Regions from separate parts of the Mus musculus genome. Here regions 2, 3 and 4 are each linked to region 1. A link is a contact called in public Hi-C and promoter capture Hi-C data. All regions are on one chromosome and are shown on one strand. The core of a region is the stretch at or near the end of the contact, and the rest is flanking DNA. Distances in the headings are between cores, read along the strand shown.

Region 1 (2,700 bases), core at 138-2,637:
AAATAAGATGCCCGTGGCTGGCCATTAAAGGCATCTGGATTGACCACCTGCCTGAATTTCAGGCAGTGTGGCAGAGACACACCGGAGGCAATGCTGGTTCCCTTCCTGGAGGGCGAGGGTCAGCGCCACTCCCAGACCCCAGCTCCTTAAGTAACTGCTGGTTTTGAGATATGTGAACATGGAAATGTTAAATAGTGTCCAGTCTCAAATTCCACAACTACCAATACATGCTTAATAAAACTCTGTACTCCTATTTGCTAAAGAAAGACTAGTTTCTTATTAATTCTTGAGGTCCTGATCCTGCTGGTTCAGAACACACTGAGAACAAAGATTCAGTTACAAAAACATGGGCTTTCTCCCTCAAACGGATGGTGCACCCTACATTCAACTACTCAAATGTAATAGGAAGTAATGGCATTAAAGTAAAAAATGATACAGACTCAAGAGGCCATTTCTCCCCTTTTCTCTTATGCCTTAGACACCCAGGGTTTCTATGTTTTTGGCGATGGCCCTGCTAACTAGTCTTCCTGCAAGCCTGAGTCCCAATTCAGAGAACAGCCTGAATGGATGTGATACACGGGCTCTCTTACAAAGTGGCAGGAGTGGAACCAAAGTTCTGTGATGTCCCCTTAGGCTGGTCTTGTCCACATTTTCCTTTCTAATACAATCTTGCTGATTCCAAACACATCACTTCACTTCTGTGACTTAGATGACCCCGTGCCTACCATCCTTACAAACTCCTGTATTCTACATGGTCATTTTTATTTCTAAGATCAATGTAAATCTGCTTGCTATGCCAGTGGAAGCCAGGCCACCTCTGTTTGCACTCTGGGCCAATGATCTCACCTTTGATCTGGTTTTTTGAAAGGGAGATGGTTATGCAACAGGATGAGAACCTGCTTGGCAAAACTGCCTATAGGAAATCAGTTATGAAAGCATAAAGAATTAAAATCATGTGCGTTTGCGCAATGCTCACAGTGAAACTCTGACCTGAGTTCACGTGCTGCTTCGTAAAAGGAAATGATCATATTCATTCCCACCTACTCTTGTAGACACAACCGAAGAAACTCAGGTTCGAAATTTAAGAGGGTACACAGCTCGCCAACTAAGTCTAGTACCTGAACGAACCTGTTGTTTGAGGGATGCAGTAACGGACTCACCATGTTCTTGAGAACAATCTTGACACCAGATGCAAACCACACAAAAAGAAAAGGCACTAGAAGAACCTGGTATGGGCTGCCTGCCTATGCTCCCAACACGTCCGAGATAAAAGGCCATGGACTTTGAGCCCAACCCAGATTACGCAGTAAGACCCTCTCTCAGACGTCTGAAACCTCAAGGGCATGGGAGCTAGACAGAGAACCGCGGTCAGAGCTGCTGCTCTGTCAGTCTTCCTCTTGGGTGCGCTCTATCCCCAAGGTAGAGAACATCTGTACAAACAGGCTTGATGAGCTGTGTGAATAAAGTACCAAGTCTGACCACCAGTGTGTGAAGCTGGAGACGTCTCTTTCACAAACTTCACTCACCAAATGCCTATGTGAAGTACTATGTGCCTGAATCTGCCTGCCACTCAAACAAGGCCACATGGATTACTGTTCAAATCTTCCTGAGGCAATACCACATTTGTATCATTATTTTACTTTATTATATCTCTCAAGTAGTTTATTCAAGTTTGCATTCCACGAATCATATGCTAAGTAGGCTTTAATTTTTTTTTTTTTTTCTTTTTACTGGTATCCCTAGGCCGATCTCTGTGAACAGGTCCTGGGAGTGCTGCCACACTTACTCTATCTCCTTTCTTCCAGGTATACTCCAATTCTAATAGACAAGTTTCCTAATTAAGCTAATTTCCTACTACTTAATGTATTATTCCAGATGTTAATTCTGACTTCTCAAACCATTTTTTCCTTCTTAAATGGGTCTCTCCATTCCCTTTATGAAAAGGAACATCATTTTCTCACACCTGTAATCTCCTTGCCACTAAAGCCACCTTTTTTTTTTTTTTTTGCCAACTGGTACCACTTCACTAAATAACTGATGGTCAGTCTCAACTAATAGAATTCAAACCAGATACTCCAGAGACTTGAATACAGCACAGGCTCCATGAGTTATTCTGACATTTCCTCATGAAGATGAGGGATAGGAACAGAGTCAATTACTTATTAACCCTCATTCTTTACCACAGAGTTTTACCCCAAGTCTTCCAGATAAGCAAACTAAGTTCAGTGATATTAAGTAAGCTAACTGCTCTGTCGGAAGAGTTCTAGACGGAACCACGAGTGGCTGCAGGCTCACATTTGTGACCTCTCCTCTGATAGTGCCTCACAACGCAGACAGGAATTTAACTTGGAATTAAACACAGAAGAGTTTCAGTCAAACAGACAAGGCAATTAAATTAAATCCCAGATTTATAGTCCTTTTCTCAAAACAGTTGGTAAGGTTCTACATCACTACAAGGAGCACTGCCACTGGGTGTGCTGCAGGGAAAAGTGAGAGAGGCTCCTGAGAAGGAGTTCTTGTGTGGCCACTGGTGCAGCTCAGCTGACTGAGGCTGACAAACACTGCCACTCACCGCAGCCATCACCGAGTCTCAGGGAGGTTTACCTTGTTTTCCTCTGTGTGCCGTTGCAGCTTTTCCTCCAGGTCCTTGATCTCTTGTGAGCTCCTGAGTTCTATCTGCTCGCAGTTCTCACATGCTAC
Region 2 (2,700 bases), core at 43-2,542, 220 kb before region 1:
CAGCTAAATCCATTTTGTTTAATTGAATGTCCTCTTGTATCCTTCCTGCAGTATTTCTAACTATTCACATAACTTAACAAAATGGAAACTGTTTTCTTCCCTCGAAAACAAAATGACTGCTGCCTGATGAAGGCTGAGTTGAACCTTCACTTTTTCTTACTAAAATCAAAGTGTGTGTGTGTGTGTGTGTGTGCATGTATGTGTGTGTGCATCTATGTGTATCTTTTTAAATAAAACAACTTACTCGGCTATTGGGTTTTTTTTATTATTGAGACAGTGTCTCTCTGTTTGACCCTGGATGGCCTAGAACTCAGTATGAAGACCAGGCTGGAGTCAAAGTCACATATCTTCCTGCCTTTGTCTCTCCAGTTCTGGGTTTACTGCTATCTACTGCCACTTCCAGTTCAACTATTCTTTTAATGTAAAAAAATTTTTATTTAGTCCTAAGAATAAAAAAAAAGGTTCTGATGTTTCTTAGAAAGCAAATAATTTTCTAATTTTAGATTCTCATACACAAAAACAACGACGTAAGAGAATTAGCTTATGAAAAAGTTACCAGTAAAGTACTCTGAGGGAATGTCGTAATTAGAAGATGTTTTAAAACTCTTCTACTCAAACACAAAGGTTAGACCTGACGAACACATTACCCATCTGCAGCACAGTAGGCTGAATAGGCCATGGTCCTAAATACATCTGACTACATTTCAAAAAGTCTGGAGGTAAAAGAACCTAAAAAGGCCCCAAAGTGAAGTCTGACAACCACTGTATCAGCAAAGAGGAGTCTGCTCCACAATCGCAATCACTCAAGGTCAAATACACTGGAAATGATGTCCTACACAGCTGAGTGGAAACTGACTCAATTCTGAACATTGTACCTGCTTCCTTTTTTATGTCAGAAGCTACGCCTTTAAACACGTGACCAAGCAGTGCTGATATTCTTTTATTTTGGCAACAACTATGCCGAGTTTAGTAACAGCAGCAGGTGAGTAGCCAAAGGTCTATGGAACAAATGTAGTTCTGGAAATGTTCAATGTGTAGTTAGGACTAATAAACAATGGCTAAAAGAAGTAAGAAAAGTCCTTTACTTGACAGACCCCAACTGAAAATTTAGATAAATTTGGTAGCATCCGTATGGTGAGCGCCAGGTCCTAGCTATGAACATACACCAGTACATATCTCTGCGTGTCAGGTAAACAGAACAAATGTGTGCACGCTTCCACACTGTGCTCCTCTGCTCTGAGAGAGAGAGAGACAAGCAGGCTAAGCTAGAGAGGAAAGAACCGGCCTGGCGCTGCGGGGTCAGAGGGAGCAGCAGAGCCAGAGCTCCCACGGCAGAGGGAGCAGAGGAGGAGGTCCTACTAGGAGCAGAGGAGGAGGTCCTACTAGGAGCAGAGGAGGAGGTCCTACTAGGAGCAGAGGAGGAGGTCCTACTAGGAGCAGATGTGCAGATGCTGGAGCAGTTCCCAGAGTGGGGACCGCACTCCTTCCATTTGCAGGGGTTCCCAACCCTCGTTAAGAGGCAGGCCGCAACAGTGTTTTCCTAAGGGTTTTATAGAAAAGTGAAGACTTCTGACGGTCAAGAAAAATTGATAAAGAGGGATTACTAAAATATTATGAAAACCTTGACTCAGAAGAAAAAGGTGACAGACTTCTTCATGGTGTAGAAAGGAGCAGATACACACGTGCCCTAAGACTCTGGTCTTGCTGCACAGTGCTGGAGGTCTCAATGGTGAGGGCAGAGCTGCCTCTGTGTTTCCAGCCCTCTCCTAAGTTTCAGTCTATGACTGCTAGGACCAACAATGTACTTTTGCCCTTAGCACAATTATGTGTGACACGTGAATATCACCTCACTCGCTGAAGAATATATTTTGCTTTCCCTCAAGGCTACTACGTAATCACACTCAGACTCATAGGTGTGCGTCTGTCTTCTGACATGGTCTCGAGTACTGCAGGAGCCTCAACGGAGCATGACTGTAAGTCTATCTTGGGTTTCTACACCAGCTGTACAGTTGGTTTTTGATCGACACCAGCACAGGGGAGCCTCATGAGACGTCACTTTAACCTCCACTTTACTGTACTCCGTAAGAAGTACATTTAGATCACATGTAATTACCTAAACAATGGCGGTAACAATAATCCAGGCCTCTAACATCAACAGCTTAGTAACTGGGGCAGGGTGGCACTGACTAGCCAGAAACCTTTACACAAGTGCAAGAAGTGGCAGCTTGCTGCCATCTAACACTAAGAAAGCTGAAGAAGGAACAAGGCCTGTGCAGACCGCTTCCAATGGAGACAAAAGAGGGAATGAGCACTTGTGGGAGAGCACGGAGTCTAGGTGTTTAGATGAAGACAGGAAAACACTGGGTTCAGAGAATGAAGAGAAAAGCCAAACCCACTGCCGTCACCCATGCAGAGGAAAATCAATGCTGTGCTCTGGGGACAGGAAGGAGACACCGGAAGCATGGTAAAACCCAGAGCCCAGAGCCCAGAGCCCAGAGCCCAGAAGGCATCCATCTAAAACAATGAACAACTGATAGACTTACCTGTCCAAATGAACCTTTGCCTATTAAGGAGTCGATTTCATACCGATCCATCCACTTTTCCCCGTTTTTTACAATATAATCATAGTTATCATCATCGTAACCATCATTGTAAACCTTCCGCTCCTTCTTATGACTGGAATCGTCCCCCTGGCCCTGT
Region 3 (2,700 bases), core at 51-2,550, 240 kb before region 1:
AAAGGCAGTTCTGCTCTGGTACACAAGCTCTGACTATGAGCACAGTGTCCAGAATCACATTTGTTTCTTTTCTACCTAAGTTTCTTACCTTCTGAAGGCCACTCAACAGACCCTGTGCAGGCTAGCACTGAAAAGAGAGGGCTGTGGGTTAGAAACTGCCTCCGCACGGCAGGATTCCGGGCTCTGCACAGGAAAGGGACAGAGCAGACTCAGGGAGATGGCACTCAGTTCTGTCCTTCATCCCCACAGGACAGGCCCCCACGTGCTCTCAACACAGAGACAGTACCACAGGGGAGCACAAATCAACATGATAATCACTCAGGTAAAGAATCCATTTTAAAAACCAAATTATCTGTTAAACCTCCAATTTTTACTTTCAAAGACACTTGCAGCCAATGTCTCTGTCTCACAAGTCTTTTCCCTTTACATAGGCGACAGGATTGTGCCTGCTTTACCTACCACACCCGGACCCGCTTCACTGCACACGAAGATTGTTTTTTTACTGTTTACATTTTTCCTTAAGTTAATTTTTAAAAAAGCATAGTAAAGACTCTGAGGACAAATTATTCAACTGTTTATCATACATAAGACCGCATGACTATAATACAAAGGGGGGTCTTTTTTCATTTAACGTTACAATATACACAGCAAGTCTGGACTAGATCTTACAATCTGAACACAGGTATTTAACCTCTCCATGCTGTTTATGTTTACAATGCACAGAAGTCCTGTAACCAAACTGTGTAGTAAAGCACACAAAACTGGACTGTAACGTGACACGGTATGCAGAAGCACTGGATTGTGTGGCTCTCTTTACGTAAATATAGCTTTAAAAACTGCTTTCTTTTTTGGTGCTTGCTAAAATGTGGCAACCAGCACAGAAAGAAAAAAAGAATGACCTGAGCCACGTGGGGTGGGTGTGTGGCACCTGGGGCTCCGCAGCCACAGGCGCTGCGCCCTCCTGACAGTGCTGTGCTCAAGGTGAGGCCTCTGTACGGAAATGCTCATCAACTACCAAGCTCAAAACAATCCACAGGCTTGACATTTAATTACAAAATCAATATGGGTTTCCTGATTAACACCTGAAGTGTCTGTGTTTATAGAAACGGGGCTCTCTGAGTCTCCACTTGCACTCACAGAGCTTAGGCCTTTCTTTTGTTTACATATAAAAAACAAAAAAAAACCTGCTTTTGCTCAGAAACAAAAAAAAAAAAAAAAAACACCAAACAAACCTTGACCTAGTCAGCCACGTGGAATTAAGCAATAAAAAGTACCGTGGTGTTCTGCTGCGTTGCTTCCAACAGGGTTATTGGCAGAGGTAGATCACTGCTTCTTTCTAGGCTTCTTTTGATCCTGGACAGGGAAATTACTCTATCTTCATTCTCCCAATTCAACTGCTTCAGAGTATAACACCCTAAAATTGCTCAATTTCAATGGGAACACAGATTTAGCCACTGCCAGACTGTGCTACTTGAAGGCAGCAGCATCTCCAGACAAGGCAACTGCTAGTGCCAGCCTGCTTCCTTCAGGTCATGCTCAGAGCTCTGCCTGCTTCCTGTTCCTACTGTGGACCTGTCGGTTCAATCAAGGTCTCAAGTTCAAGTTTACAAGGAAGTTAATCAGGAATACAAGATCAACTGCTGGCTCCATAGCTTCTGGATCCAGTGTCCCTTTCCCTTCAGAAGCCTGAACACATTTAGAATGTGACAGGTGTTGTAATCTTGAATTAGATGTCAATCTATTCTGTCCAGTACAAGATTGCTGTAAATGTATTGGCTATGGATTCAACAACAGTTCCAGTTTTGTTTAAGCAATAGTACAGCCATCATTTCAACTGACGTTTAAAACGGTCTCGTTACACCTGTGTCAAAGTGCAGGCCTGCGACATTATTGGTTACAGACATCTATGTGCTATAAAAACAGCTTTGGTACAATAAATTATCAAAAAAGAAAATAAATTTTTGTAAAATTCACAGCATAATTGTGAGGCAAAAAAGCAGTCACATAAAATTCTGCATTTTAAAATGTTCAGGGTGAACAGAAGACGTCTTTGTGCAGAAGAAATGGTGGAGACACCACGTGCCGAGAAAAAGCCAAAGAAAAGGGAAAAGCAGGAAGGGACACAGCTGTAGCTATTTCCATCAAAGCAAACCACTACCTCTGTGGCCTTCAACCAAGAAGGGAGTCAGCTTTATGACACACGCAAAGTGACCTTGCAATACCTTACAATTAGTGGGTCACAAAAGTCTATTTTAAAAGAAAGGCCTCTTGAATTACCCATTCTCTGTGTTTTCAGCATTAAGGACTGTCTGCAAACGCATGTCCACAAGTGATTGCATCTGAAATGGTGGGCTCTTCTAACTCCGAGTCCAAATCCGTAAGGCCAAAGGTTATCCCAAGGACCACCACTCAGACCTCCCCAGGACTGGCCACAACCGACCCGCTGATTGCTTCTCAGTGCGCCTTGGTAAGGAGACCGACCAGTCACGTTCCATCCTATCCTCCTGTGGCCTCTCCAGCAGGAGACCCACAGGATCCCATGCAATGGCTGCTTTGCTCCTCAGTAGGCTCAGATAGGAGAGTCCTGATCCCCGCCACTTAGCATGCTTAATGTGCCTTACAAATGTCAACACAATCGTCCCTTTCACACAGCTGAAGATGATGTTTGTGTGTGCTAGAGGTCCCTCTTCCTTACAGTAC
Region 4 (2,700 bases), core at 139-2,638, 200 kb before region 1:
CAGAGAGAATTTGTGTTTTAATTCAACAACCGAAGCGTGAGACTGCAAATAAGTGTAAGGCTAGTAGTGCAGAAAAGGGGAGATGCATGAAAGTCGATCAAGTCCACTTGACAGCCTGAGTGCATCAACAGGACACACCTCTGAGCCCAGACTACCTAGAAAACAATGGTGATTAGCACAAGTCAGAAAACAACTCCACTACGTAATGGTGTTTCCCAAGATGTATCCTGACCCGAAATTCAAAGACCACTTTCTGATATGCATAGCAGTTTCCACATTTTCTAGTCTAAGACAGTTAAAACTGTTAAAACAAAACACCAAGAAGATTTCAGTACCACAATAAGGGAGACAGTCAGAGGACTCAGAAGCTAGGACATGCACTGGTGTTGCAGAGGGCCTGAATTCAGTTGCCAGCTACAAAACAGACAGACAGACAAACAAACAAACAAACCCGATGTTTTCAATTAACTCTATGGCCCTCACAATTCCCACTTATTACAACAAAGCTTCCAATATTGGTCTTGAGTTTCATTTACAGTAGCACCTGGAAATATGAACTCACTAATCTCAAAGATTTGTGAAGTCTTTGTATCACTTTTCTACAAATCCATTTGATCCACTGGAAGCTTATGATCAAATAAGTGATCATGAGTAGGCTTGGCAGCATGCTCCTCTAATCCCAGATCTTGAAAGGGAAAGAGGAGGAAGGAGGGAGAGGAAGAGGAAGAAGAGGAGGAGGAAGAGGATATTGGGATATTGTGGGCCTGTGTTATTCTTAAAGAGAAATTGTTAGTCAAACTGATTCACAGCAATTTATATCAAGTATATGAGGAACCACACAAGACATAATTACTGAAGTGTGCAAAGACTAAGGGATAATTTTTGAAAGATTATCTCACTTTTATTCAAATGCATGTTATATAGTATCAAATATAGTAAATTCTAAAATTCAGATTCAGTAAATTAATCTTTAATACATAAAATCTTTCTTTCCAGCTGAATGATAACTAATATAAAAATTCTGGCACACACCAAACCCAACTTTTCTACTTCCCAGGTTAAAAGGTAGTTTTTCTCGTGAACAGTCTTGCCTTTCAGGAGGAGCTCTGGGATTTGTACCCAGGGCTTTGCAGCTACTCTAACCACTAAGAATTCTGCCCCTTACTCAATTTTAAAACCTTCAAAAATTAAATCCTCAACTATTTAAATACTGTACATATATAAAATGTTCTCAAGGAGTAGTTACGATTTGTTGGCTGAACAGCAGAGGCAGGTGGATCTGAGTTGGAGGCCAGCCTAGGTTTACAGAGTGAGTTCAAGGACAGCCAGGGTGGATTACACAGAGAAACCCTGTCTTGAAAAATCAACAACAAAACCCAATGACAACAAAAACAATGTGTTTATGCCAACAGCCTGGACTGTGGATTCTCTTACAATGTAACTGAAGCATGTATGTCCTCATCAGAAGGAAGGCAGCAACTGCAGACCCTGTGTCGTTCCTGCACAACCCCCCAGGACTTCCTCTCGCAGTCAGTACTGGATCCTGGGAGCTCCCAGGAACATATAACTACTACTTAAGTACAGCAAAACATTCAACTGCTTCACAATGAAAGCAAACATCCCGGAATGACATGGAATCTTTGTAGCAAACTCTACTGAACAGTTCATTCACTAAGCCCTGAGCCAGACACTCAGCACTGCCCAATAGCTCACAGTCTGTGTGGCTATTCAGACCAAGATAAGTTATAAATGTAAAACTTCATTAACTTCTTTAACTTCATTACTCCTTAACATCTTAAAGTTGATTAGATATTAAAATAATATATTTTAAATATACTGGGTAAACTATATAATTATTATTAAAATTAATTTTAATTTATTATTAATTTTAAAATGCGATTGCTTGCTACGTGGACACTGTTGTTGTAGGCAAAGGTCTATCATTAGTGGTATAACTGTGAAGGTGGTGAGCAAAGCCTGGGCCTCCAGAAAGTCTGCATGTCCCTCTGTGTGAGTGGGAGGTGTGCAAATCAAAGTTATCAGATCCCAAGGGCTGGCTGTTCACAAGAAACCAGACAGGTACAGTAGCGAGAACGAGTGCTAGCATTTCCCTTCTCTTGTCTTCTCCACAATCTACACTAAAGACAAACAGGTCTTCCTTTAGTACAACTCAGTGCATTGGTAGGGGCTGTCTGGGGCTACAGCAGAGCTTCCAAAGCAAACTCCAGCCTGAGCTGCAAGGCATGGCATACTATATTTAACTGAGTCTTCAGGGACTCAAAAGCAAGCAGGAAAGCCAAGTTTGACCCAGTTCTATAAATGGCCTCCATCCACCATCCAAGTGAGGGGTCTTTTTCAGTCTTTTCCTTCTACCCAACACACACACACACACACACACACACACACACACACACACACAGTCTCTCTTCTCTCTCTCTCTCTCTCTCTCTCTCTCTCTCTCTCTCTCTCTCTCTCTCTCTCTCATTCCTCATCCAGCTTACTTCTATCATCTCTGTCAAAACCTTATCTGGAACAGTGGGGTCCAAACTGCTTCTACCCAGGCTCCATGCCCCCAGTTGCTTCTCAGGATTGCTATCAAAATTGATGTTCTCAGAAGTCTCAAAATCTCACCACCTGGAGCCCCCAGAGCCTGCAGGCTAAGTGCTCACGCCTCTCCCACCCCACTTCCCACCATTCCTC

Evidence for each region. Hi-C and Micro-C count contacts between places; a contact is called where the count stands out from the background. Capture Hi-C pulls out chosen DNA fragments and counts their contacts.
Region 2: a promoter capture Hi-C map of liver shows a contact between it and region 1. The contact joins two enhancer-like sites. A contact is called at or near these places in 3 of 484 Hi-C or Micro-C datasets (LSK cells, bone marrow-derived macrophages and nephron progenitors), 1 of 115 datasets of contacts at active chromatin or transcription factors (double positive thymocytes) and 3 of 9 other capture datasets (adipose tissue, liver and pancreatic islet).
Region 3: a Hi-C map of liver shows a contact between it and region 1, with 1.6 times the contacts expected there. The contact joins two enhancer-like sites. A contact is called at or near these places in 3 of 39 promoter capture datasets (liver and pre-B cells), 1 of 15 datasets of contacts at CTCF or cohesin (large pre-B cells), 3 of 484 Hi-C or Micro-C datasets (cochlea, liver and nephron progenitors), 2 of 115 datasets of contacts at active chromatin or transcription factors (cardiomyocytes and large pre-B cells) and 3 of 9 other capture datasets (adipose tissue, embryonic stem cells and liver).
Region 4: a contact with region 1 is called in a promoter capture Hi-C map of liver. The contact joins two enhancer-like sites. A contact is called at or near these places in 1 of 15 datasets of contacts at CTCF or cohesin (large pre-B cells), 1 of 484 Hi-C or Micro-C datasets (LSK cells), 1 of 115 datasets of contacts at active chromatin or transcription factors (double positive thymocytes) and 3 of 9 other capture datasets (adipose tissue, liver and pancreatic islet).

Annotation. Positions count from the first base shown.
Region 1 is chr16:94,448,053-94,450,752 of GRCm38.p6, reverse strand. Ttc3 (tetratricopeptide repeat domain 3) reads right to left here. Exons shown (of 46, transcript NM_009441.2): 35 at 2,605-2,700. Among named protein-coding and RNA genes, the nearest start is that of Gm23692, 20 kb to the right of the region's middle. Within about 2 kb of position 1,387, at least 17 of the 459 cell types and tissues checked have an H3K27ac peak or open chromatin away from gene starts, as enhancers often do. A contact at or near this core is called in liver, where this site is marked.
Region 2 is chr16:94,665,948-94,668,647 of GRCm38.p6, reverse strand. Dyrk1a (dual-specificity tyrosine-(Y)-phosphorylation regulated kinase 1a) reads right to left here. Exons shown (of 12, transcript NM_007890.2): 5 at 2,544-2,700. Among named protein-coding and RNA genes, the nearest start is that of Gm41504, 47 kb to the left of the region's middle. Within about 2 kb of position 1,292, at least 4 of the 459 cell types and tissues checked have an H3K27ac peak or open chromatin away from gene starts, as enhancers often do. A contact at or near this core is called in liver, where this site is marked.
Region 3 is chr16:94,692,716-94,695,415 of GRCm38.p6, reverse strand. It overlaps Dyrk1a (dual-specificity tyrosine-(Y)-phosphorylation regulated kinase 1a), which reads right to left. Exons shown (of 12, transcript NM_007890.2): 12 at 1-2,700. Among named protein-coding and RNA genes, the nearest start is that of Gm41504, 20 kb to the left of the region's middle. Within about 2 kb of position 1,300, at least 11 of the 459 cell types and tissues checked have an H3K27ac peak or open chromatin away from gene starts, as enhancers often do. A contact at or near this core is called in liver, where this site is marked.
Region 4 is chr16:94,648,774-94,651,473 of GRCm38.p6, reverse strand. All of the region lies in intron 2 of Dyrk1a (dual-specificity tyrosine-(Y)-phosphorylation regulated kinase 1a), which reads right to left. Among named protein-coding and RNA genes, the nearest start is that of Gm41504, 64 kb to the left of the region's middle. Within about 2 kb of position 1,388, at least 8 of the 459 cell types and tissues checked have an H3K27ac peak or open chromatin away from gene starts, as enhancers often do. A contact at or near this core is called in liver, where this site is marked.